Linked DNA regions of Oryctolagus cuniculus: region 1 is linked to region 2. The links are chromatin contacts, called in public Micro-C maps. All regions are on one chromosome and are shown on one strand. Each heading gives the region's core, a stretch centred on a gene start, on an enhancer-like site or on the middle of the called end of the contact. The rest is flanking DNA. Distances are from core to core; before and after follow the strand shown.

Region 1 (6,319 bases), core at 2,961-5,460, 300 kb before region 2:
ACAAAGTTTATTCTGCTGGGTCAGAGATATGCAAAGTGAGCTATGGTCCTAAAAAAGTAAGCTTCACAGATCTGTTTTTATTACATTGCTATGTAGATCAACAAACTTTAAATACATACAGGCTGAGTAATTCATCTGTATAGCCTTCACTGGCTGAACATCTCCAAATCCAAAAATCTGAAATACAAAATGTTCCCAAACCCAAAACTTTCTCAGCATCATGTGGATTGTGGAACATTTCAGACTTTTGCATTAGGAATGCTATCTTGTAAAACATTCATTCAACCAATAATGACTGAAAACCAAATGCTCATCAAGCACCAGAAGAAAAAAAATGAGTTTATAATCTACCGAGATCTTTTTAAACACTTTTTAAACATCTTTCTAACACTTTAGGGTACATTCTTTTTCATCAAAAGCACTGTTTGGAGAGGACAGTTTGACAAAACCTCTGAGACACCTAGTTTTAAATGTTCCTAGATAACCACAAGAATTAGTAGAAAGTAGGTAACAAAATGTGACCCAGGAGCTGGCTTTGTGGTGCAGTAGGTTAAGCCTCTGCCTGCAACACTGGCATTCCAAATGCGTGTTGGTTCAAGACCCAGCTGCTCCACTTCCCATCCAGCTCCTTGCTAATGCACCTGGGAAAGCAGCTCAAGCTGGCCCAAGTCTTTGGTTCCCTATACCCATGTGGGAAATCCAGAAGCAGCTTTCGGCTCCAGGCTTTGGCCAGGCCCAGCCCCAGTCATTGAAGCCACTTAGTGAGTGAACCAGCCAATGGAGGATACTCTCTCTCTCTTCTCCTTTCTCTGTAACTCTTTTAATTAAAAATAAATAAATCTTTAAAAAAAGTAATACAGGTTTAGCAATGAGGCATTACCTTGTTATTTCAGTGTCAGATATCACTGTCAATAAGCTGCTAAACACCACTAAACAAATGTAATGATTAGTTTTGTTGCATTCACAAATATCCACTTACAGAATAAATTTAAAAACAAAAGCCTCTGCCTAAGGTTATGTAAATACACACTTGTGGTTTGGGGTTAAAAAAAAAAAAAACCCTAATGATGGAGACACATAAACTCAAAAGGATATCTTGCTGGAATTGAAGATAACATGTTCTGGAAAACCCAACTTTTTACAGTTAAACAATGACTCTAAAATTCTGCCTATTTGGATTAAAATCCAAACACTGAGAAACAACCTCAAGTGGCTTAGTGACAAGACTCTGCCTTTCACTCCACTTCCGTAATTCTCGTAACACACCTTTATTGATGGACCACCATAAGCTATTTTTGGATTTTTATTGTGCTATGAACATGAACTTGTAATACTTTCTCCCATAACATTCATTTGGAAAAGGCTTTTATTTATTCAATGTACAACTTAAGGCTGGGTCACATGTAACTTTACCAAGAAGCATACACAAGAGTTTTTGGAGAACTAATTTCCATATATACATACACACACACACACACACACACACATATATATACATACACACACACACATACATATATATGCATTTCTAAAACTGACCTGAGAGGGTGAGGTACATCTTTCTCTACCTTCATCATTTCCTTTAACAAAGAAAAAAAAAGGCATTCTCCATTTCCCAACTATATACCTTACACTGACTCAAGGTATAAAAACTCCTAGGTATCAATTAAATATTTTTAAGTAAAACCAAAAGCCTTCTGGTATCCCACCTGAGATAACTGGATCATTTATTTAAGAATAGCACCACAAACACCCAAATCCACCTTTAAAACATGTAATTTCAATAAAAGTTACTTTTTAATAATTATTCATCAAAACTGATCATATATTGTTTTTATCAATCACATACTAAAAACTGTAATGAAAATTAAACCCAGGAGAAACATTTAACATTAAAGCATTATGATAACAGAAAACAGCAATTTAAATGTACTTTTGGACACAGAAGGACAAGACAGGATTATCAGTAAAAGGACTTTTCAAGTATACAACAACTTATATTAGGTTAAGTTCTGTAGGAGAAATACAGTAGAAATAACTTCAAGAGAAAAAAGCAACTGCATAGAATATTCTGCAGTTAAGGAAGAGTTTATTCATATTTTTAAACAGATGATGTGATTATTAAATCAGTATTCATTCTACCAGATAAATTTAGAAGAGTTAGTATTTTTAAGATGTCAGTACTCACAATATAGCCACAAATCATGTTCTTAGCATCTATTTAAACTTGTGATAAAAATTCCAATTCCTCTTTTAAAACAATGGGGCTACTCCTGTAGGTCACACAGAAGGTTCAGAAGGCAAATTATGTTTGGTTTTGGGAATTTGCATTTCAGGTGCTCACAGGAGCCACAAAGTGGGGGGGCACAACCCATACAGCTTTTTTAGAAATGAATCTAAAATATAGGTAGGAGATTAAAGGTTATACGTACTAGTTTAAGAAGTCCTAGTTATGGCTGTGATTACCTATGGCAATAGGCAAAAGGGGCCAAGGATGGAACACTAACATTTAAGGATAAGGAGAAGGTAACTGAATATTTAAATGGGCAACACATAATGAGTGAATTTTAGTGCTTACCACATTAACAATGAATGAGTACTCGTGAATAGGAGAGGAAGGAGAAAAAGTAGACAGATGTATTGGAGAATTAGGAGAAAATCTGTCACAAAATAGAGGCTCAATAGTTTGCCCCAGGTCACACGAAAAGTAAGGAGTGGAGTTGTAATTAAAACCCAGGCAGTTAACTCCAAAGACAATCGCATTCTTAACCACCGTGCTGCACAGCCCTCCGAGACACAGAGGACAGAGAGGTGTTCAGCAAGTTCCTAGGAGAGACAGAGAGAGAAGGATTTAGAGTGCAACCACAAAGGTTAGCTCAGAGGCAAGAGGGAAAGCAGGATAGTTTTAGATCTGGAGCAGGAAGTGCAGGCAATCACTCTTCAGTCTTATCAACATCCATTTTGAGACCCATTCCTTAAATAAAAAGTTCCTTTCTCAGTCTTTCCTTTATCTTTGTCTTTTCCACATGGTTACCATGGGCAGGGGGACCTCTGGGTATTGCACACTTCTAAAAAAAATGAGATTTCATTTCCGTCCCGGGTTAGTCTAGAGAGTTAACCCCTATTTCAGAAAAGTATCAAAAATTTCAGGTCGATGATACCCAAACCTAAGCTCAAATCTCCTTGTGCCAGTGATTTAACTCTTATAACCTAGAGAACTGCAGAAAATGAGCTGGATTTCTACAGGCGGACACGGGAATAGGGACAACTTAACGCTGCTAAAAAGAAAAACAAAACGTTTTGATTTCATTTCTGAAAATATTTCTTTCCGGACATCCAACAAATCTAGAATAATATACTTCAACCTATTAACCGCGGCCGTCCCCGGGGGACGTGGTTATGGGCATCTTGGACGCTACAGTTCGGAATTTTTATGGCTGTGTGGAAAGGGGGGGAGGCTGCATTTCGACCCGGCGGAGAGCAGATGTCCTGTCCTCTCTGCCCGATCGAGGTCCTCCGCAGCGCTCACGTCCGCTGCGATCACAAATAGTGGGGTTCTCTAGGGTTCTACCACGAACTAACGGGCTAACTAATGGATCCGAGCCTGGACGGTCTCACGGAGCTGCTGAGAGAACACATGGCATGCCTTTCCCAGTTAACGCGCAATATAGACGTAAGCCATAAGGGCCGGCCTCCGTCCCTCCTTCCCTCGGCCTACACCACGATGCAAAACGCCCGTTCGCGACCAAAAATGTCCTGCAGGAACGCACGCCCCGCTTTCTTCGGCACTCCTCGCGAACACCAACCCCGTCCCGCCGTGGGAGAACTCGAAAGCGGGGACCTAGGGCTGGAGTCGGCCCCGATCCAAGGCGGCGTGTGTTTGGGGGGAGGAATCCCGCCAGCGAGCAGCAGCGGTTGAAGACCGTTACTCACCATTCCTCAGAACGCCAAGCTGGGGCTGGCGGAGCACCGAATTGAAGAGCATGAGGGCCGAAGGAAGAGACTCAAGTGAGAGAAAAGCCGTGAAAACGCCCCCCCAAGCCCCGCAGAAGCCGTAGCTTGCGCCCCTCGCAACGCGACTCGTTTTTGCCTCCAACTCCCGCCACTGGGAGCCCCGGCCGCCAAACTCCGCGCCAAACTGACGTCACACGCTCTGATTGGCTCCCGGGGCGGCGTCCGGCCGTCTCAGAGTCACTTCCCCCTTGGAATCCCCGCCTCCTTTTCTCCCAGCCGCGGGAACCTAGGGTTCGGGAGCTCCCTGAGCGCCTGCGCGGGGGGCCGCAGAGGCGCCGGCGAACCGTGGGGTGACCGGGGCGCATGCGTGGCACGGCTTGACAGAGCGCGGAGGAAAAATCCGCGAGAAGGCGGCAGGAGAAGATGGCGGTGCTGGGGCAGAGTTTGTGATCTGTCTGACTGGGCTAGTCGAGTAACTATTCGAGTCATGGCGTCAAACTCAACTAAGTCATTCCTGGCAGATGCCGGCTATGGCGAACAGGAACTGGATGCTAACTCTGCTCTTATGGAATTGGACAAAGGTATTCGAAAGAGCGGGCTGAGCGGGGGACCGGGCGTGGGGGAAGTGGCGCCGCCAGGTGGTGGCAGCCTCTGGAGGGGCTGGGAAGGCGCATGCGCGCAGCCTCGCTGGGCGGGCGGCGCCTAAGCTTTTCTGGGGCCAGGGCTTTGGCGATCTCCGGATCCTGCAGGAGAACTGCAGGGTCGCCTGATGGACTTTGCGTCCGCTGAACCAGCAGCGAGCTCTAGTGGGGGTCCCGTTTTGACCGCTTGAGGGCACAGTCCCCCGATTTTCCAAACAGCGAAAGTGGCTAGTTCCTAAAAACACCAGGTTGAAATTGTGAAAATATTCTTGAGTGCTTGCAGTTGCGACCAGGTCTTCATCACGACTTTGGCACTGACTTTGTAGCTCTTTGATTTCCGCAGCTCTGTGGCCTGCGGGTTACAAGGTAGGTTAAAAATGACCAAGATCACCCGAAAAGCATGGCCTGTGCTCATTCCCTGGACACAAGTTGCATGAGTTCGGTTTCCTTACAGGGGGCAGCTTGGCGTAGTAGAAGGAACTTTGGGGTTCTACTGAGTTGAATTTCAGTTCTGCTCATTTTGGGATCTTGGACGAGTCACCTAACTGCACCTAGCCTCGACTTACTGTCTGCAAAGTGGGTCCAGTGCCACTGAGCTGGAGAGATTTGTAATTATTAAGTGATATAATTGTATGCAAAAGAAGCATTTATTAAATGCTGAAGAGGTACGCTTTTCTGTATAGATGTGAATATAGGAGGCAAGGCGAATATTTATTAGTGAAGAACTCGAGTATGAACATGGACCCTATGATTCAGTATACTTCAAGGACTTCTGTTGCATAGGGGAAGTATTTTATCAGCTGATGTACACTTAATATTGGATTATGTGTAGCCCGTGTATTATCATAGAACTGGACTGGAAGTCAGAAGGATCCTTTTTTTTTTTCCTAAGATTTATTTATTTAATTGAAAGAGTTACACAGAGAGAGGAGAGGCCAAGAGAGAGAAAAGTCTTCCATCCGATGGTTCACTCCCCAACTGGCCACAACGGGCAGAGCTGCACCACTCCGAAGCCAGGAGCCAGGAGCCTCTTCCGGGTGTTCTATGGGGATGCAGGGGCCCGAGGACTTGGGCCATCTTCTTACTGCTTTCCCAGGCCATAGCAGAGAGCTGGATGGGAAGAGGAGCAGCCGGGTCTCAAACCGGTGCACATATGGGATGCCAGTGCTTCAGGCCAGAGCCTTAACCCTCTGCACCACAGCACTGGCCCCAGAAGGATCCCTTTAAGTCCATCTGAAGCCCCTTCCAAGCTCTCTTGATGACTTTTTGAGGCCCCTCCCTTTTTTAAACTGAAGATGTTCTCTAGCACATCGGTCCAACTGGTCTACATCGCTGGCTCCTCTTTTTTTTTTTTTTTTTTTAATCCTTTTAAGACATCTTTCTCTCTTTTTTTTTTTTTTTAAGATTTATTTATTTATTTGAAATGCAGAGCTAACAGGCAGATGGACGGAAGGACAGAGGGAGGTCTTCCATCCACTAATTCACTCCCTAAATGGCTGCAACAACTGGGGCTGGACCAGGCCAAAGCCAGGAGCCCAGAGCTGCTTCTGGGCTTCCCATGTGGGAGCAGGGGCCTAAGGACTTGGGCCATCTTCTGCTTTCCTGGGCACATTAGCAGAGAGCTAGATCAGAAGTGGACTCAAACCAGTGCCATATGGGATGCCAGCACGGCAGGCGACAGCTTTATCCAGTATGCCACAGTGCCTGTCCCACAAATTGTTTTT
Region 2 (6,719 bases), core at 2,567-5,066:
GTCAAAGGCATCAGCCCTGAGGTGGCTCTGGTGGCGGCCGCAGGAGAGGCTCAAGCCTGGGCCACGACAGAAGCCGGTGCGGAGCTCTTCCGTCTGCACGGAATCCAGGCTCCTTGTGTGCCCCGACTGTGGGCCAGCCCGGTACTGGCGCCTAAGCCCTTCAGTTCTGTCCCCGGAAGTCAGGACGAAAGTGACGCCTCTGACTTCCGTCTGAACGCTCCTCACACTAAGCAGATGCACGCCCTGCCCCCACACAGCTGCCCCCTGCTCTTTCCCACTCGCCAGATCTTCCTCACAGAGGTACAGCCCAAGGGGACCCCACGATGGCTGATGCGAGCAGCCATCCAATCCTATAGGTGGCGCTGTCGTGATGCTGATGGCATCTGAATGGTACTAAACCATCTCTCGTTGTTGTTGTTGTTTCCCTAGAAATCTTGACTAAACACCTTAAAGAATTTCCAGAATCTCACTTAAATTGTTCTGAGCATTTGTAGAGAGAAGACTGAAGACAAAGTGTGTTGGGTGATTTTATGTCCTTAAGTATGCAAATCTTGGGGTTTGCTGGCAGGACAGACTTCTACTTGATTACACGGTGACATAGAGCCCTCTAGTGGGTATTTAATGTTACACACACAGAGAGGCGGGGGAGGGGGCAGTGAGGCTTGTTTCATTCATTGTTCCATTCATTTATTCAATGTACAAATGCTAGGTGGGTGCCTGCTGTGTTCCAGGCACTCTCTAGGTGCTGGGAGTTCTGGGCCAGCCCCGCACTGGCGCCAGCAAAATATCCTGCATTAAGGAGCTAGGAAGATGAAGGGGACAGAGGGTAGGAGCTATCTGGGGCAGAGATCAGGAGGTTGACTTTGAACCTGTGAAGTGTGAGATGCACAGTAGTATTTCAAGCAGAGCAATTAGGGGCAGAAAACACAGTGCAGGGGCTGGCTGCTCCACTTCCCATCCAGCTCGCTGCTATGGCCTGGGAAAGCAGTAGAAGATGGCCCAAGTCCTTGGGCTCCTGCACCTGCGTGGGAGACCTGGAAGAAGCTCCTGGCTCCTAGATTTGGATCAGCACAGCTCCGGTCATTGAAGCCAATTGGGGGGTGAACCATCGGATGGAAGATTCTCTCTCTCTCTCTCTCTCTGCCTCTCCTCTGTGTAGCTCTGACTTTCAAATAAATAAAATGAATCTTTAAAAAAAAAAACCACACACACACACACAGTGCAAATAGTCTCTTGTTGGAGATTACACCAAATGCAATTGAAAACTGATGCGCCTGTGTAGGCAGTGAATGGGGCTCCAGGCATGGGGAGAGCCATTACATAGAAGTTCCCGGGTTCATGGGGCTGCCCCTGCCCTTGTTCTCTGTCTAAATCTCCTTGTTGACTTCTCATTTCTCACCACAATTTGTGATGGTTGAGTTTTTTTGTGTACTTACATTGCACCCTCCAGCCCTGTAAGTCTGTCCTACCACTGTGGTATCCTCAGCATCCAGTAGGGCCTCAATTTATATCTGTTGAAGGAGTAGTTTTTAATGTAATAGGGCGGATAAGATGGACCCGGAGGAGAAGCTAGTATTAATAGCATTGTCTACGGCAAGTTCTCAGTGCGTGAGGAGCACGGTCTTGACTTGGGAATCACCAGAAGACAGCAGTGGATCAAAGCCAATCTGGCAAAACTTCAGGGAAGAAACGGCATGAGTTGAATCTTGAGGAATGGCTGGAGGGGCGGGCATTCAGCATAGTGGTGAAGGGACCACTTGGGACGCAGGGTATGCGTCCCATACCGGAGTGCCTGCTGCCAAGTCCTGCCTCTGCTCCTGGTCCCAGCCTGGACTTAGGGCCTACCCCGCAGGGAAGCAGGCAGTCAGATTCCTGCCATGCACACGGGAAGCCCAGGCTGAGTTCCCAGCTCCTGCCCAGCCTCAGCTATTGCAAGTATTTGAATTTGGGGAGTGAATCAGCAAATGGGAGATCTCTGTCTCTGTCTTTGCTTTTCAAATAAATACATAAATATTACCAAGAGTTGATGGGCTATGGAGACAGGAAGCAATAAGGGCATGGGAATGTAACACGTTCCTGTTGGACGCCCACCTGATCCTCAGTCACCGATGTCTCTATCCCGGGGTCTAGAGGGTTCTGGGGCAGTTCTGCCCTTCCCCCATCCAGAAATGAGGGGCGACTGTTGACCAGTCGTTAGCATTTTGTCATGTCATGCCTCCACCACCCTTTATTGTGGTCACTGTGGCTCCACTCTCTCTTTGTAAGCAAACACCAAGCATATCAATGCCTGTCATACCTGCTTCATAGTAAGGACTCAACAAATATTTTCTGGATGAGCAGTGCCTACAGGCCACATTCCACTCCTGGAATGACTCCTTCCCAAATATTTTGTCTCCGCCATAGAGCAAAGGGCATTGGAAAACCGAGTATCTGAGGCTCCCTCCAAATCCTTGCATAGTTCTTAATAAACAGCTTTCTCCAATTTTATTTTTAAGCTTTTTTATTTTTATTTGTTTGAAAGGCAGGGTGACAATGAGAGAGAGATAGAGAGAGAGAGAGAGAGAGAGACAGATCTTCCATCCACATGTTCACTCCCCAAATGCCCACAAGAGCTAGGGCTGGGCCAAGCTGAAACCAGGGGCCAGGAACTCCCTCTGCGTCTCCCACCTGGGTGGGAACAGAAACAGAGTAGCAGGGACTCCACCTGGGACACTGATTTGTGATGCAGGCATCCCAGGAGCCTGGAGAGCAGCTCCTAGGCAAAGCGTATCAGCAAATATTTATTGCTCACCTACCATAAGCTCCTTTCCACACCATACTGAACAGATATCTAAAGAATCTTGACCTGCTTACACACTGCCACGCATTGGCTTCAATGCTCCCCGACCCAGCCCTCGCTGGGACTCTGGGACAGTTTCACTGGGCTGGGAGAGCTGAGAATGCTCACTTCTGCGGGTGCCCTACCGTGGCTCATTAAGTATTCTCAGTTGAGAATACTTAATACTGGAACCCAGAAAACCTATTTAGTAGCTTCTTTTAAAATAATTTTTAAAAATAATTTTAAAATAATTTTTGGTAGGAAGCTGCGCCTGCCTCAGAGCCACTATATGCATGGCTCCCCCCACGCATCAGGGACTTCCGACCTCTCCCCCAGGTTTGTGCACGTCTGCGTGTGGAACAGGCCTGCACGCTGCTCGTCCCTCCACCAGGCCACGCGCGAGGCCGAAGTCAACACCAGGAGCAGCCACTGTTTTTGTGCTGATGGGTCTGATCTCGGCTGTTGGGCCTGAAGCAAGGGGTTTCCGCCTCCCGGGCTTGGGAAACAGCAGGGATGCGAATTCCCGCTCCCCAGGGCGCTGTGGACGCCACGCGGGGACTTCGGGCGGTCCTGCCGCAGCGGAAGCTGTGACTCCTTCCGAGAACAGCTCGGTTCCCCTTTGTACTCAGTCTCCAGCGCGGCCCCGCCCAGATTCAGGGTACCAGAGGAGTCGCGAGGGGTCAGAGTGCAAAGGTCAGAAGGCAGTTGGTTGAGGGTCTCTGGAAAGGTCCCGAACCTCGGTTACCTAGGCGATCTCAACCGGAGGGATATTGTTGCTAAGACCCACCTGCCTTCCGCGTTTTCTTTCCCTAGCCCTTCCTTTGGTTTAGCTCCGCCCCCTCCTCCCCTAGAAGGAAGTCCACGCTGAAGGCGAAGCCGACGCGGTTGCCTAGCGACACACTTTTCCCAGGATGCCTAGGGTGTTGTGATCGTCTCAGCCAATCAGAGGGACGAAGAGACCTCGGCGTCCACCAATAGATTGCGAGATCCGGGCCCGCGACGGTTAAACCGGGCCGAAGGCCGGGGAGCGGGTCGGGGCAGCCTGGGGGGGTTCTCCGGGGTGCTGGCCTCAGCTCTGTGGCCGCGGCGCGACCTGCCGGGGGGAGCGCGAGTCCGGCGACGGGCTCGGCCATGCCGTCCCGGGTGGAGGACTACGAAGTGCTGTACACCATTGGCACGGGCTCCTATGGCCGCTGCCAGAAGGTCCGGAGGAAGAGCGACGGCAAGGTGAGCGCGGGCCCTTCCCTGTCCCCGCCCCGGCGGAGGTTTCGTCCGCCCGGGGCCGCCCCGGGGATCCGCGGGGCCCGAGGCTGTTGGGCGCCGGGAAGGTTCAGCCCTCTCTCCAGGCGTGCGCTGACAGCTTGTCCTGCGGGGCGGGAGACTTCGTCCTTTGAAAAATATATATATAATTTTTTTCCCATCGTGTCCCCTCTTCTCCCCTTTCCTCCCTTTCTCCTGCTTTGACCTGCCAAGGGCTTCCCTTTGGTGACAGGCAGCTGACCCCTGAGCTGTTTGTGGAGAAGATTGACCCTCTTGGGACCAAGGGAACCTGACATTTACATATCATTTAAATAATAGCAATTCTCCGGATTTGGGGGTGGGCGTTTCCCGATGTGTGTAGGTGGATCTTGTACAGAAGGAGACGTTGCCGGGGAAACTGCCCGCTGCTGAGCCCTGGGAAAGCGTGACCAGTCGCAATGCTCAGGGGCTTTGCCATCCTCCCACGGACAGCTCATAGGGGCGAGGTGGGAGGCCTAGTGCACCCCCTTCTCTCCCCCCGACCCCCAACCTGCAAAGCATCTTTCACTGCTCAAAAGCTGGAGAAAGGTTGAGGATGGCAACACAGGACTCTACCTTTATTGCACTAAATTAGATGATAATGACCTTGGCTTTTGTAGGCTATATTTTAAAGGGAGGTGAGTTCTTCACATGTTGGCGCTTTAATTCTTTTTGAAAGAATGGGAAGTTTATTCAGACCTTGGCCATTCTGGTTCCAGATATTAGTTTGGAAAGAACTTGACTATGGCTCCATGACAGAGGCTGAGAAGCAGATGCTTGTATCTGAAGTGAATCTGCTTCGCGAGCTGAAGCATCCGAACATCGTGCGCTACTATGACCGCATCATCGACCGAACCAACACGACTCTGTACATCGTGATGGAGTACTGCGAAGGAGGGGACCTGGCGAGCGTGATTGCCAAGGGAACCAAGGAGAGGTAATCTGGAACTGGCAGCTGACGTGGGCCTGCTCGCGTTTCTGTTAAGCATCTTGTGATAGTGGAAGACTTCTTGTATTTTGTGAGTCCATGGTATTTTAGGAAATTCCTGGCATGGCTCAACACCCAGGTTTCACATCAAAATAACATTTTCCCCGGGGCCAGTGTGTGGCATGATGGGATAAGCCGCCGCCCGCGCTACCGGCCTCCCATATGGGTACTGGTTGGAGTCCTGGCTGCTGCTCCACTTCTGATCCCAGCTCCTTGCTAATGTGCCTGGGAAAGAAGAGGAGGATGGCACAAGTCCTTGGGCCTCTACACCCACATGGGAGACCTGGAGGAAGCTCCTGGCTCCTGGCTTCAGCCTGGCGCAGCCCTGGCTGTTGTAGCCATTTGGGGAGTGAACCAGTGGAATGGAAGACCTCTCTCTGTCTCCTCTCTCTCTGTAACTCTGCCTTTCAAATAAAATAAATTTTTTTTTAAGAATTACTTTATTTGAAAGACGGAGTTGCAGAAAGTGGTAGAGCCAGAGAGAGGTCTTCCATTCTGCTGGTTCACTCCCCAAATGACTGCAACAGCCAGAGCTGAGCTGATCTGAAGCCAGGATCCAGGAGTTTTTTCCAGGTTTCCCACACAGGTACGGAGCCCCAAGGGCTTGGACCATCTTCCACTGCCTTCCCAGGCCATAGCAGAAAGCTGGATTGGAAGAGGAGCAGCCAGGATTTGAACTGACGTCCATGTGGGGTGCCGGCACTGCAGGCTGGGGCTTTAACCCACTATGCAATAAATCTTTAAAAAATATAACATCGTGCCCCATTCGTCCACATTAAAAGCCAGATAATCCACTGCATCCCGTCCCATCCTTGTAACGATCCCAGAATTCCATGCTGTGTAACTGCTTTGCTTTCAGACAGTACTTAGATGAAGACTTTGTTCTTCGAGTGATGACTCAGTTGACGCTGGCCCTAAAAGAGTGTCACCGGCGAAGTGACGGCGGCCACACTGTGCTGCATCGGGACCTGAAACCAGCCAACGTTTTCCTGGATGGCAAGCAAAACGTCAAGCTTGGAGACTTTGGGCTAGCGAGGATATTAAACCACGATACGAGTTTTGCAAAGACCTTTGTTGGGACACCTTATTACATGTCTCCTGTGAGTACCCCTGAATTTTGTGACTTTTTGACCATCTGAATGCTAAATGTCCAAACGCAAGGACATTCAGTCTGTTGGTTTGTTTGTTTAGTAATATCTAATAGCCCAAAATTAATAATGTTATTTATTTTGAAGTTTACATTTTTCCCGATGAGCCACCTGACCATTAAGTTCCTGTAGGTTAGTAGTTCAACTCGAGCTTTTATGGAACTTTTTTTTTTTTTTTTTGACAGGCAGAGTGGACAGTGAGAGAGAGAGAGACAGAGAGAAAGGTCTTCCTTTGCCGTTGGTTCACCCTCCAATGGCCGCTGCGGCCGGCGCACCGCACTGATCCGATGGCAGGAGCCAGGTACTTATCCTGGTCTCCCATGGGGTGCAGGGCCCAAGTAGTTGGGCCATCCTCCACTGCGCTCACTGGCCACAGCAGAGAGCTGGCCTGGAAGAGGGACAACCGAGACAGAATCCTGCGCCCCGACCGGGACTAGAACCCAGTGTGCTGGCGCCGCAGGTGGAGGATTAGCCTAGTGAGCCGCGG

The links. Hi-C and Micro-C count contacts between places; a contact is called where the count stands out from the background.
Region 1: a contact with region 2 is called in a Micro-C map of ear pinna, with 6 times the contacts expected there. The contact joins the promoter of INTS7 here to the promoter of NEK2 in region 2. A contact is called at or near these places in 3 of 6 Hi-C or Micro-C datasets (ear pinna, psoas muscle and an unstated tissue).

The regions. Positions count from the first base shown.
Region 1 is chr13:26,551,422-26,557,740 of mOryCun1.1, reverse strand. INTS7 (integrator complex subunit 7) reads left to right here and starts at 4,210. Exons shown (of 20, transcript XM_002717529.5): 1 at 4,210-4,535. The coding sequence starts at 4,442. DTL (denticleless E3 ubiquitin protein ligase homolog) reads right to left here and starts at 4,284. Exons shown (of 15, transcript XM_002717528.5): 1 at 3,934-4,284. The coding sequence starts at 3,985.
Region 2 is chr13:26,251,787-26,258,505 of mOryCun1.1, reverse strand. NEK2 (NIMA related kinase 2) reads left to right here and starts at 3,816. Exons shown (of 8, transcript XM_002717530.5): 1 at 3,816-4,045; 2 at 4,816-5,033; 3 at 5,944-6,184. The coding sequence starts at 3,950.